Regions from separate parts of the Mus musculus genome. Here region 2 is linked to region 1. Evidence: chromatin contacts called from public Micro-C data. All regions are on one chromosome and are shown on one strand. Each heading gives the region's core, a stretch centred on a gene start, on an enhancer-like site or on the middle of the called end of the contact. The rest is flanking DNA. Distances are from core to core; before and after follow the strand shown.

Region 1 (5,564 bases), core at 2,209-4,708:
CAGAGATGGCTCAGCAGTTAAGAGCACTGACTGCTCTTCCAAAGGTCCTGAGTTCAAATCCCAGAAACCACGTGGTGGCTCACAACCATCCGTAATGAGATCTGATGCCCTCTTCTATGGTGTCTGTCTGAAACCAGCTACAGTGTACTTACATATAATAAATAAATAAATAAATAAATAAATAAATAAATAAATAAATAAATAAATAAATATTTTCTTTAAAAATTGCCTGAGTATATTATCTCTATGAGACATCTCTTATATTTCTATAAATTCCACACTCCTAAAAGCTGAGAATGCAGATCACGTCAGACTGGGAAGTCCCACTCCCCTTTTTCTATTCCAATCACAGCTGACTGCTCACATATCCTTCTCTCTAGATCTTCTTGATTCTGGTCCTTGTATCTAAAAGTCCATCTCTGTAAGTATCAAAGTAGCAGTTTACACTAGGCAGAATTCACCCAACCCACCTGTTCTTCCTCTAGTGTGTTAGTCTAGTCTAGATCCCTGAATTGGGGCCCATAGACAAAGTGCATCTCCAGGGCTACTGGCCAGCCAGCATGGCCCCAGATTCTCCAGAAAGAGCTTGACTCAAAAATGAAATAAAGTAAAATAAAATAAAATAAAATAAAATAAAATAAAATAAAATAAAATAAAATAAAGGAGAGCAATAAGGAAGGCATCTGCCAAGCATCAATGGCCTATCATTTGTCCTGTTGTCATTGGTTGTAAGGGGCCTGTCTCTGTTTGATTATGACTCTTTGAATGGACCCGAGCAGTTTGTCATCCAGACATGGCATCGAATATGTTTCTTTATTATGTTCCTCAGATCACTGAGGCACAAAGATCACTCACACCCTGGAGGCTACCTTCAATAGGGCTGAATTAATTCCCTCTTTCCCTCCTAGCAGAGGCTTCCTAAGAACATCATGGTTGACATGATCATTTTAGTAGCTATTAGATCCCATAAAGCTTTGTGATGAGGTAAGAGAGGAGAGCCACTCCTCTTTTTTTCTTAACTGAACATTCTTCAAGATTAGGAGAGGGGGAAAAAAAACTGTGCTGGAAGCAGAATTTCTTTGCATGGCTTTGTGTTGCTAAAACAAAACACCCAAGGCTGGGTACTTTATAGAGAAGACTGTTTCATTCAGAGTCTCGAAGGCTAAGACTTATCAATTTGGGCTTAGGTAAAGACCCCTTTGGCTTCTTTACAACATGGCAGATGAAATCATAGCACGCGTGAAAAAAGAAGATCATCTACTGAGACAAGCAGCCAAGGAGAGAGAGAAGGGGCCAGTTTGATCTTACTACTGCAATCTGCTTTCTTAGTAACTAAACTGTGTCTTAAAAAAAAATCCACTGATTCAAACAAAAATATAGATTCTCATGATCTGATCCTTTCCCTCCAGGCCTCACCCAAGTTTCAGTGCCATTCTATTGAGGTCGAGCTTATAGCACACGAACCTTTAAGGGACAAACCAACTATAACCCTAGTAGGCTATTACTGGACTTATTGTAGTTCCCTCCAGTTCCAACAAAGTCTGAAGGCTTCCAGCTGATAGTGTGAATAGTGTATTTTCAGAGAAAATCAACTTCAACCCCAACACCCTCTACAACCGAGAGCCTCTCCCAAAGGGGCTCCCACCATCTGTTCACACCACAGTCACACCTCCAAGACCTAGAGTATAGGTTAGTCAATGTGCCGTTAGGTACATTGTCTTCCAAGGTGGACCCACAGTGACTGCATCCCTGGTGGTGTTCATGAACTAAGAGTAATGAGTCTTTCCTTACCACATTCTACGTGTGGCTTCTTGGGAACTAGATAACATAGAAGCTGCTGAATCTATTTCTCACTTTGTCCTACAATCTGTTTCAAGTCTGCTAGTGTGCTCAAGCAGTGATCTTTCTCTCTTCAAAAGAAAAAAAAACCTTCAGAACTAAATTCCTAGGGTTCAAATATACCTCCAGGACTCAGAGAGCATGTGAGAGCATGGGCCTTGCAGGACCGTGTGACACTGCTGGAATATTCCAGTACATTCCTCCAACATCCCTTAGACATTCACTCCCTAGGATGTCTGTGTGACTCTAGAAGGTTGAGAGCCTACCATTCACTCAGTCAATACCTTGAACACCATTCTCCGGGTCCTTAAGCAGCTTCCAGGCTTCGGAAGACATTCTCTCAGATCCTCTCAGTCTTGGTTTGGGGGATGAGAAGCAATAACTCCTCCCCAAGAGCACTAACTACTCATTCAGTGATGACTCCCCTTCCTTCCTCGGCCCCTCTTCTGAAAGAGGCTGGAGAGTGGTAATGGCATAGCACATACACTTCTCTTCCTCCCCTCAGAATTCATGGGGAAGGGTTGCTGGCCTTGCAAACTGGAGAACAATATGTAATATGCAATATGATATATTTAGGGCCTTTCTTCTTCAGCTTTGTATCTTGTATACCATCATAGCACAGGAGGAAGACTGGTTTTGCAACTATTTTAAATGACTTTTACTGTGATGATGTAGATGTCTGTGTAGAATAACACACAGAGAGATACACATGTTTTCTAAGTATGTGGCTCCCTGCATATATTGGAAACTCTTTAAAGGAATACATCTTCCTTCTTTTCTCTCTCCATTTCTCAGCACAGTATGGAGCATTTTGTGGGCGTGTGACCAATGTCTGCTATACTCTTTCCTAATCCCCAACAAAGCTGAAGGAAAACCCCAGCATCATGAGATGCCAAGCTCCTCATTTTTCAAAAGAAATCCAGGCCCAGAAAGATGAGGTCATTTATCCAAGGGCACACAGCTAGCTGGGATTCCATTTCTCATACAAATTCATACACTTAATGGTGCTGCAGAAGCAGAAGTAAGCCAAGCATATTTGATGACTGGCCTTTGGAGAGTCGAGAGTGGGTAATGGAAAACACTCTACAAATTCCAAAAGTTAATTTTTGCAGATGAAGCACATTTCTCATTCCCCAATCTGGTAGAGTTTGCCAGTGTGTGCCGTGACTAATGTTGGCTCAGCCCAGACTTCCTGTTTTCAGGGCAGCATGACAGATTTGTTGGTATAATTTGGCTTTAATTCATTTCAGGCCAATCCTGGAAACGCGAGGCTATGTCATGTCTCATTGCAACATTAACTCCATTTTTCTACCTTCACTCCCTCTATTAATAAGCAGAGGCCACTCAATGGGGCAATCTTAACAGCCTGCTGCAGGTGACAGCCAGAAATATAAATAACTTCTCACTTAGTCTTTTACTCCTTTCCAGGAAAGCTGATAGGTTCGCTCTCCTATCTCTCCAAGTGGACCCAAGGCTGATGAACTCATTCAAGGCAGTTCACATGTTTCTTGGTGAGATGGATTTCCAGGACAGACTGATAGAGAAAAGGGTTACTCTTGTGGCAATACCTGATGACCTTACAGTGATTCCAGGTTAATAAAATATTTCCCCTGGGCCCTGGAACATCCTCCTTCAACTCAATCTACTGAGAGCACAGGGTGGATGGAATCTTTTCTCCTGCTTTTCCTAAAGTTCACCTATTCCAAATTCTAGACTGAGGATGGAAGAAGGAGAGGTGGGAAGCAGAAGTGTGCAGGTGTCCAAGTTCTCTACAGGAAGGTGGCTCCACACCAATGTGATGGAGAGTGACCTTCAGAAAGACGCCTAGGGAGGAAACATAAGGTGAGTGGATGTTATATTTCATGGCGTGGATACTATATGTATTGTCGAGCTCAAGTATTGAAAACATGTCTGATGTTAAAAACTATATCTGGCCCAAAGTTGTTCTCAGTGGAGAACTAGAAGCCACAGCTCTTCATTCTCTGACCAGCTTCATATCTACCAATTACCACAGCATATCTAGAGCTTAGGCTGGCCAGATCCTTATAGCAGATCCCAGTGAATGACATGGCAGAGGCTTGAGAGGAAGGGAAGGGTATCTCCTGAGGAATGAGTGGCCATTGGAAGAACATCTGTTCATCAGAAGAAGAAGAAAATAAAGTTCCATGCTCTTCTTAACTTAAATTTTAAGACCCACTCATTGGCATATCGCCTATTCTGGTATTCCATATGACTTCTGTGTATTTTATGGAATGCTTAGTGAATCCCTTGGTCATAATGCCAAAATATATTCTCCAAAGACCTTTAAACTGTGTGCTCTGTACCTGAGAATTATATACAGTACTGTCTTCTGTCTTCCCAAAACCATACCACATGGAGTAGAGGCAGAATTTGGGCTAGGTGAGTTGCAGTGTAGGAATTTGAATGTATATATCCCAACTGACTCATTCCTTCTCCTGTTTTGAGGAGTCATGGGCCTGGGAATTAGAAGTAAGAAAAGAGCTAGGGAGATGGCTCAGCGGTTAAGAGCACTGACTGCTCTTCCAGAGGTCCTGAGTTTGATACGGAGCAACCACATGGTGGCTCACAACCATCTGTAATGGGAATGTGATGCCCTCTTCTGGTGTGTCTGAAGACAGCAACAGTGTACTCACATACATGAAATAATAAATGAATCTTTAAAAATTATTAGAAGTAAGAATAAGAATGATGGAGAAGCTTATGTGTTTCCCTTGACTGATTGAAGTTTTCTATTATAAAAGAAAGAAAAAGCAACACCTGCAATGTCCCAAGATGCTTAGAGAGTCCAAAGGGAACTGGGGATGTCCCACCACATTTTGAGAAAGCAAAGTACCACAAAAAAATTTTTTTCCAAGGTCTGTTGCAAGAAACTCTGATATCTTTATTTAGGGCTGAGAAAGTAAATGTCTCCCTTCTTTCCCACTTCTCCTCTTGTTACTATAATGCTGGACTCACAACTACTACTTCTGAGACAAATTCTCTAACACGGCAACGGGGAAGCCAGACTTATTTTCTCAATCATCACACGATGCGACTCCGAGTCCCCCATGTGGCAAACAATGCCACAGAGAAGAGGGGTGGCTCTCTGGACTTGCATTTCACTCTTAAACAAATAAGGACAGCCAAGAATTATGAGAACTCATAATGAAGCGCTCTGGCAAGATTTAATATGTTCCTAGCCGGCCATCAATGCAATAATAGGCCGTGGGTATTTTTATAAATGGATCTTTCCTCTTTAGAGTGGTTTTAGTTGCTTCCCATCCAAAGAATCACTTAGGCAAATGCATAGCTGAGGGGGGAACAAAAGAATAATGATTCTTCTACCTTCTCATTCACGCCAACCTGAAGATGCTTTACACTGGGGGAGGGGAGAGGAAGAGAGAACAGCCAAGAGAAGGAAGATGTTTTGGGGAAGGCAAGGTGGAAACAGGGAACGGAAAGTACAATGCCTTACATGTTTGCTGCATTCCAAGTGCTCTTTCAAATACCAGGAGGGTGAGGATAAATGTAGGGCTAGGGAGATGGCTCCATGCCTAAAGTGCATTACGTGACCCCATCTCAAGCCAGATACGGTAGCACCCGTCTACTGTCCCAGCACACCTATGCCTGGAAATAGGAAACAGAGACAAGAGAATCCCGGGAAGGGAAGAAGGAAGCCACACATTTATTACCTAAGCAACAAATTTGTTTTGTGGACGAAGAAA
Region 2 (5,564 bases), core at 1,300-3,799, 530 kb before region 1:
TTTTCATGTTTTCTTTCTCATCTTTCTGGGTAGAAGCTTTTGTTGGTTTCTGTGAATGAAAAGGACGATGTTTGCATTGAAAGTAGTGGGAAGTTAAGTCACGGAGGTACAACTTTAACAAAAGAAAAATACTAAAGTATAATTACCCACCAGCAAGGAAAAGTAAATTCAATGGGATAAGAATTGCAAACCGAATTACTGGCTTCTTGGCTTCTACTCAGCTACTGGGCACCTTTAGTTTAAACAAATAAGCAGAAAGCAACAACTAGAAGCCTCCTTTGAACTTCATTTAAAAACTAATCACCTAATTGCAAATGCTTTTCCTGGTAATATATATCAAACAAACAAACAAACAAAACATGTCTATTTTCAAAGGAGGAGTCGAGGATGGTTCAGCACCTAACCTCCCTCAGTAGAAGCTTTCAAAGGTTTCTAAAGCCCCTGGGCTGATGCTTCCACACCTCGCTGGTGGGCTCGGGCATCCCTGAGCATGCTGCCCTAACACCTACGGCCTGTCCTGTTCCATGTGCACGCAAAGGGAGCTGTCATAGTCGTGTGTAATTTGTTTTGGAGTGCGGTGTATTGCTCTTTTCTGAAACTTTTTTCCTTTCTTTCTTTTTTCTCCCCCACCCCTTGTCAACTTTCTGCATTGGCAGAGCATCTTGGGATTGAATTTATGGGTATGGACCAATCATCGTTCCTTTTAGCCTGCAGAATGTAGAGCCTCTGAACTGAACTCTTTTGCCCTCCCTCTTCTTCCTTTTCAGTTCCTAACTAATTTCCTTTTTCTTTAGAAGGGATCATACAGCTATAACATGGGTTTCTCTGCCTTCAATCTATGACTAGTTTATGAGAATGTTATGGAGTGCAGCAGGTTTTAAATTTCTAAGCCTACCTTCACTTAGAGATTAAAAATCTCCCTCCTGCTGCAACTTGGTCATAGTCCCTCCTCTCCTCCATTGTGTGACTCATTGATTGGACCATGCTGTTATGTAGGAGCTGGAGTAAGTCGGAGTGGTGCATAGGCTACAGGAGAACTCAAATGAGAGGCCGGAGGACCAAAAGGTTTAAGAACATACACATAAAAAGAAAAGAGAGAGAGAGAGAGAGAGAAGGAAGGAAGGAAGGAAGGAAGGAAGGAAGGAAGGAAGGAAGGAAGGAAGGAAGGAAGGAAGGAAGGAGGAAGGAAGGAAGGAAGGAAGGAAGGAAGGAAGGAAGGAAGGAAGGAAAGAAAGAAAGAAAGAAAGAAAGAAAGAAAGAAAGAAAGAAAGAAAGAAAGAAAGAAAGAAAGAAAGAAAGAAAGAAAGAAAAAAGAAAGAGAGAAAGAGAGAGAGAGAAAGGAAAGGATAGAACCTAGTGGCAGTTTTACATCTAACACTGCACAGAGTTGAATCACCCAGATTTCTTGAAGATGCTCAAGTATGACTCTAGTCAACTTTGTTGGTTTAGAAGCAAGGAAATAGAAAGCAGATGTTGTTGATTTGCTTGGGCATTCCACTAATGATGGATTACATCACTAAGGTTAAGATGACCCAGACAAGTCATCATATAGAAAACTTCACACAGTAACTATCCAAACAAACAAGGCTCCAAAAGGTAGATGAAATATGGGCATATTCCAAAAAGACCCTTCAAGAACTGAAGGAAGAGAGAGAGAAAGAAGAAAAAGGAAAGAGAGAGAGAAAGAGAGAGAGAGAGAGAGAGAGAGAGAGAGAGAGAGAGAGAGAGAGAGAGAGAATGAGAAGAGAAAAAACGAACAAACAAAAGAATAAATGGACAAAGGAGCAGGAAACTTCCACCTTTCCTGGCCTCCAGGCTCTTCATGTGAAAGACTAGAACAGAGTCTTGGCTCAACGACACCATGTCCTGATTAACAAATTGTTTGGTGCATGGTGGCATGGTGATATGCATCAAGTGTGTGCAACAGCTGCTGTCCCCTTTGGCTGACATCACATCAGCTCAGAAGCATAATTGATGACACAGGAACCCATAGGTGGCTCTCATAGGTACACAGAGAGAAGCTCAATTGCCATCACTCTAAGAAAATAAAAATTTAAGAAGAAAACTATCAGATAGATTAGGAAAAAGTGCTCAAATTTATGTCACACACACACACACACAAACACACACCAGGGTGTCAAGGGTTCTTCTTTTCTCATAGGAAATATCCCTCTGTCAGAAATCTCACAGAACTGCCCTTTCCTGTGGGAAACCAAGAGCCAAGCCCTCAGAACTACCTCTATCACTAGCAGAAATCCCCCACTCTCGGAGCTGTGTAGTCTGACTCTAGACTTTACTATTTTGATTAGTGAATAGTAGAGTCAAATCCTTATGCTACGTAAGTGCTCCCTTAGCTGTTCTCACAGTTGATAAAGGCAGTGCACTGTTATCCACACATCTCTAAGGCTTCACAGAGTATAAGGCCAATCTATTATATCCAGAAATAACTCCTGACCTTAAGGGTCATTTAAAAATAAGAGAGTAAGAATGGCTCTGTCTTTTCTCCTGGACACATTAGAATGAAAATGTGTTTGATGTGACTCACCATGGTCCATCCAGCCAAACCAGACAGGCTTGGAGCATTTCCACTTAAGGAGCCAGGCCAGACCTTTGGGATGATTTTGAGTACTAGCTCAGCTTTGCTCTTGCCTTGTGGATACAGTGATACAAGAACAAAAAATTAGTAATACAAAAATGAGACGAGCAATAATAGGCTTGCTCTTTGTCCAAGGTTTTATTTTCCTTTATTCATATTGTGGATGCAGCAAAACTCTGAAAAAAAAATATCAAGAAGACATTTAGCTGAGAAATGTGTAGCCAGTACTGAATGGAACACAGAATTGAATCCTGTGTTTTGAGTTCCCTGTCTTAAACTGGCTCCTTCTAGCTGTGTTGTCCTTTACTGAGCTCTCTAGTCCCTGAAATGGTTGTTTTGCTCACAAGCAATGAGAATAGGCTGATCACCAGATGCTAGTGGTCCACATGTCCAACTCTGTCCTTTCCTAGTTACCAACGACCAAAACAGTTGTTACAGGAATCCCTGAGAGTTTGGGGGTGGCGGGAGGCAACCCATGATGACCCCCAATGCTCACTTTAGTCCTTCTATATGACCCCTTTTTATTTCCTGGCTTTTCAAAGAGTAGGGTATTGGGGTGTCAGTGAAAAGCTGCAACCAAGGGCTTTCCTATCCCCCTTCTTTTTCCCCTCATCTGTTTGTGAAACCTGAGCCAGGATCTCATATGTTCTAGACAAGCACTCTGCCTTCAAGCTACACATACACCAGGCCTCATTAATTTTAAAGGAAGAAGTACATTAGCCAAAAGGGGACAGCAGGGCCTGCCATTTGTTGATGACAATGCTAATGCTCCATTTCATAACTAATGTGTGCTTATGTGAAGGAATCCTTGGAAGGAAGAGCACTGAGATACGGTTGTGCTGCTTAGGCATACACACTAGATGCCACTTAGGATGCCAGGGAGGAAAGCTATGGCATCATCCATTCACAGATAACACCGCATAACCCCTACCTTTGTCTCGGGGGAGGAGTACAATAGGTACAAGCAATTAACACATAAGCGCCTCCCCCCCACTCATGTCATTGTTAGATTTGTACAGTGTACACACAAACACAACAACTCCATGACACCAGCTGTATGTCTCCTGCATACTGTGGCACCGCAACGCACCAACTGCTTCGCTTTTCTAATCATGGCTTCCATGTCACGGCTAGCCCAGGTTAGGAGTTATGCTGTATGGATCACCCCTTCCCACTTTGTACCCACCTTTTCCTCCCCCAACCTCACCCCAAACATCTCCTCTGCCTGGTTTTCATTTCTTTATTCTTTTCTCCCTTAATATCAGGCCTGCTGTGCCAGGAACTCCAGGTGCCTCCCTAACTTTTAACCTTCCTTTTCCTTTGTACCTGACTTTCTCACTCTCAGTCATTCTTTCAGTCTGTCTATCCACTTGGTTTGTTTTTCCTCTCCACCTCCAACCCTTTCTGTTTGTTTTTGTTTAATCTTTTCAGTGTTGTAGCCTTTTACCCACTGACTTCTATTCTCTTAATGATAAGTGCTCTATTAATTTGATTTGACAGTGTTCTTGACCTGTTAACCGGGACTTGATTACCATGGACTCGGCTTGTAGGAAATGTTTTCTTTCATGATAAGATCCTCTAATTGATAGAAATTAAAAATCACTTATTCATGTTTAAGAAAACTTCCTGTGACCCTGCCCCCTTTCAAGGAAGAGAATGGTATAACTTCCAAGGCTGAGCAGATGATGGAAATACTCCTTCTTGTTGATGCTCAGATAAGGATATTCCATTTGTACAGTATTCTCCGGTTCTTGCCCAGGTTATTAGTTTTAATGGCAAACAAGCCAGTTTCTGTGTGTGCTAGGCAAACATGTGAAGATCTTCAAATACGTAAAATCAGATTATTAGAAGCTCAACTGCTAAGCACTCAGCATCTCCAGTAAGTCTGCAAATTTTGTTAACAGCCTGACTGTTAACACCTATATATAAAATCAAGCAAGCCATCCTCCAAAGACACTAATTTTTAACTGGAAAAATTTCCACACATTACAGACTTACTGCATCTGGAGTAGAGTGGTACCTGTAGTTCAGAGCTCAGAGTACCATACTCACTCTCTTAGAATATTCCAGTTGTCTGATGTGGGACTGTGCAGTCTAGTCCAAAGGATACATCATTTGTGTTAATGATGGGCTTAATACAAATTGGTTCTCTGATAATAGCGTAATAAGCATTTTCCTCCAAAGAACAACTCCCTTCTGTGGCCCAAGTGTGCCCTACCCACCATGTTGGGTTTTCTCTGGCAGGGCGCCCTGTTCCACCACAGTGTCCCTGTTTCTTCTAGTAAATTGACTCTAAACGGTAAGGCTGTTGCCTTAACTTACTATCTACAAGCCAAGTTCATATTTGCAATTACCTTTGAATTCAATTTATTAAATGTAGACATGCCTCTCTGTAAAGACCACTGGATATGAAGTGATGATTTAAAACTTCAGGGAAGTGGAAAGGTGATTGGGGTGGAGGGTGGTGAATGGAGGAAGGAAGAATGAGGAAGGAAGAAAGAAGGGTCTCCTTGGAGCCAGTATTAGGTCTTTTTTTTTTAATCAACATTGATTCCTGTTGTCTTTGCAAGAGATTTCTTTATAGGATATTTAATAAATAGAATAACATCGATATAGTTTTAATCAGTTCTTTTGTAATGAATGTCTATGATTTTTTTCTCATGTAATATCATATATGTATAATAGCTGGTAATTAGAGGAATCATAAAATATAGCATTTTTTACTTTCAATGCCTTAGCTAGCTTGTTATTTATGCTTAAAGTATAGCCCAGAACATATTGTACCTTAGACGTGAGTGTAAATGTGAAGTTTTGTTGTCAAGGATTGACTGTCTTGTGGACATGGGTAACGTCATGAAGCATGCCAGCTGTTTGGTTGTAAGTCCTGGTGACATTAGATGACTTCAGTGACATCTGTTCTCACCCCTTTCCAGAAGCGGAGGAGCTCTACCAGAAGAGGGTACTGACA

What was found. Hi-C and Micro-C count contacts between places; a contact is called where the count stands out from the background.
Region 2: a Micro-C map of the HL-1 cell line shows a contact between it and region 1, with 4 times the contacts expected there. The contact joins two enhancer-like sites. A contact is called at or near these places in 4 of 484 Hi-C or Micro-C datasets (the HL-1 cell line, embryonic fibroblasts and extraembryonic endoderm stem cells).

Annotation. Positions count from the first base shown.
Region 1 is chr8:31,298,830-31,304,393 of GRCm38.p6, reverse strand. No RefSeq gene overlaps it. Among named protein-coding and RNA genes, the nearest start is that of 7420700N18Rik, 66 kb to the left of the region's middle. Within about 2 kb of position 3,458, at least 34 of the 459 cell types and tissues checked have an H3K27ac peak or open chromatin away from gene starts, as enhancers often do. A contact at or near this core is called in the HL-1 cell line and embryonic fibroblasts, where this site is marked.
Region 2 is chr8:31,826,321-31,831,884 of GRCm38.p6, reverse strand. It overlaps Nrg1 (neuregulin 1), which reads left to right. Exons shown (of 10, transcript NM_001364423.1): 5 at 657-680; 6 at 5,530-5,564. Among named protein-coding and RNA genes, the nearest start is that of Nrg1, 90 kb to the left of the region's middle. Within about 2 kb of position 2,549, at least 35 of the 459 cell types and tissues checked have an H3K27ac peak or open chromatin away from gene starts, as enhancers often do. A contact at or near this core is called in the HL-1 cell line and embryonic fibroblasts, where this site is marked.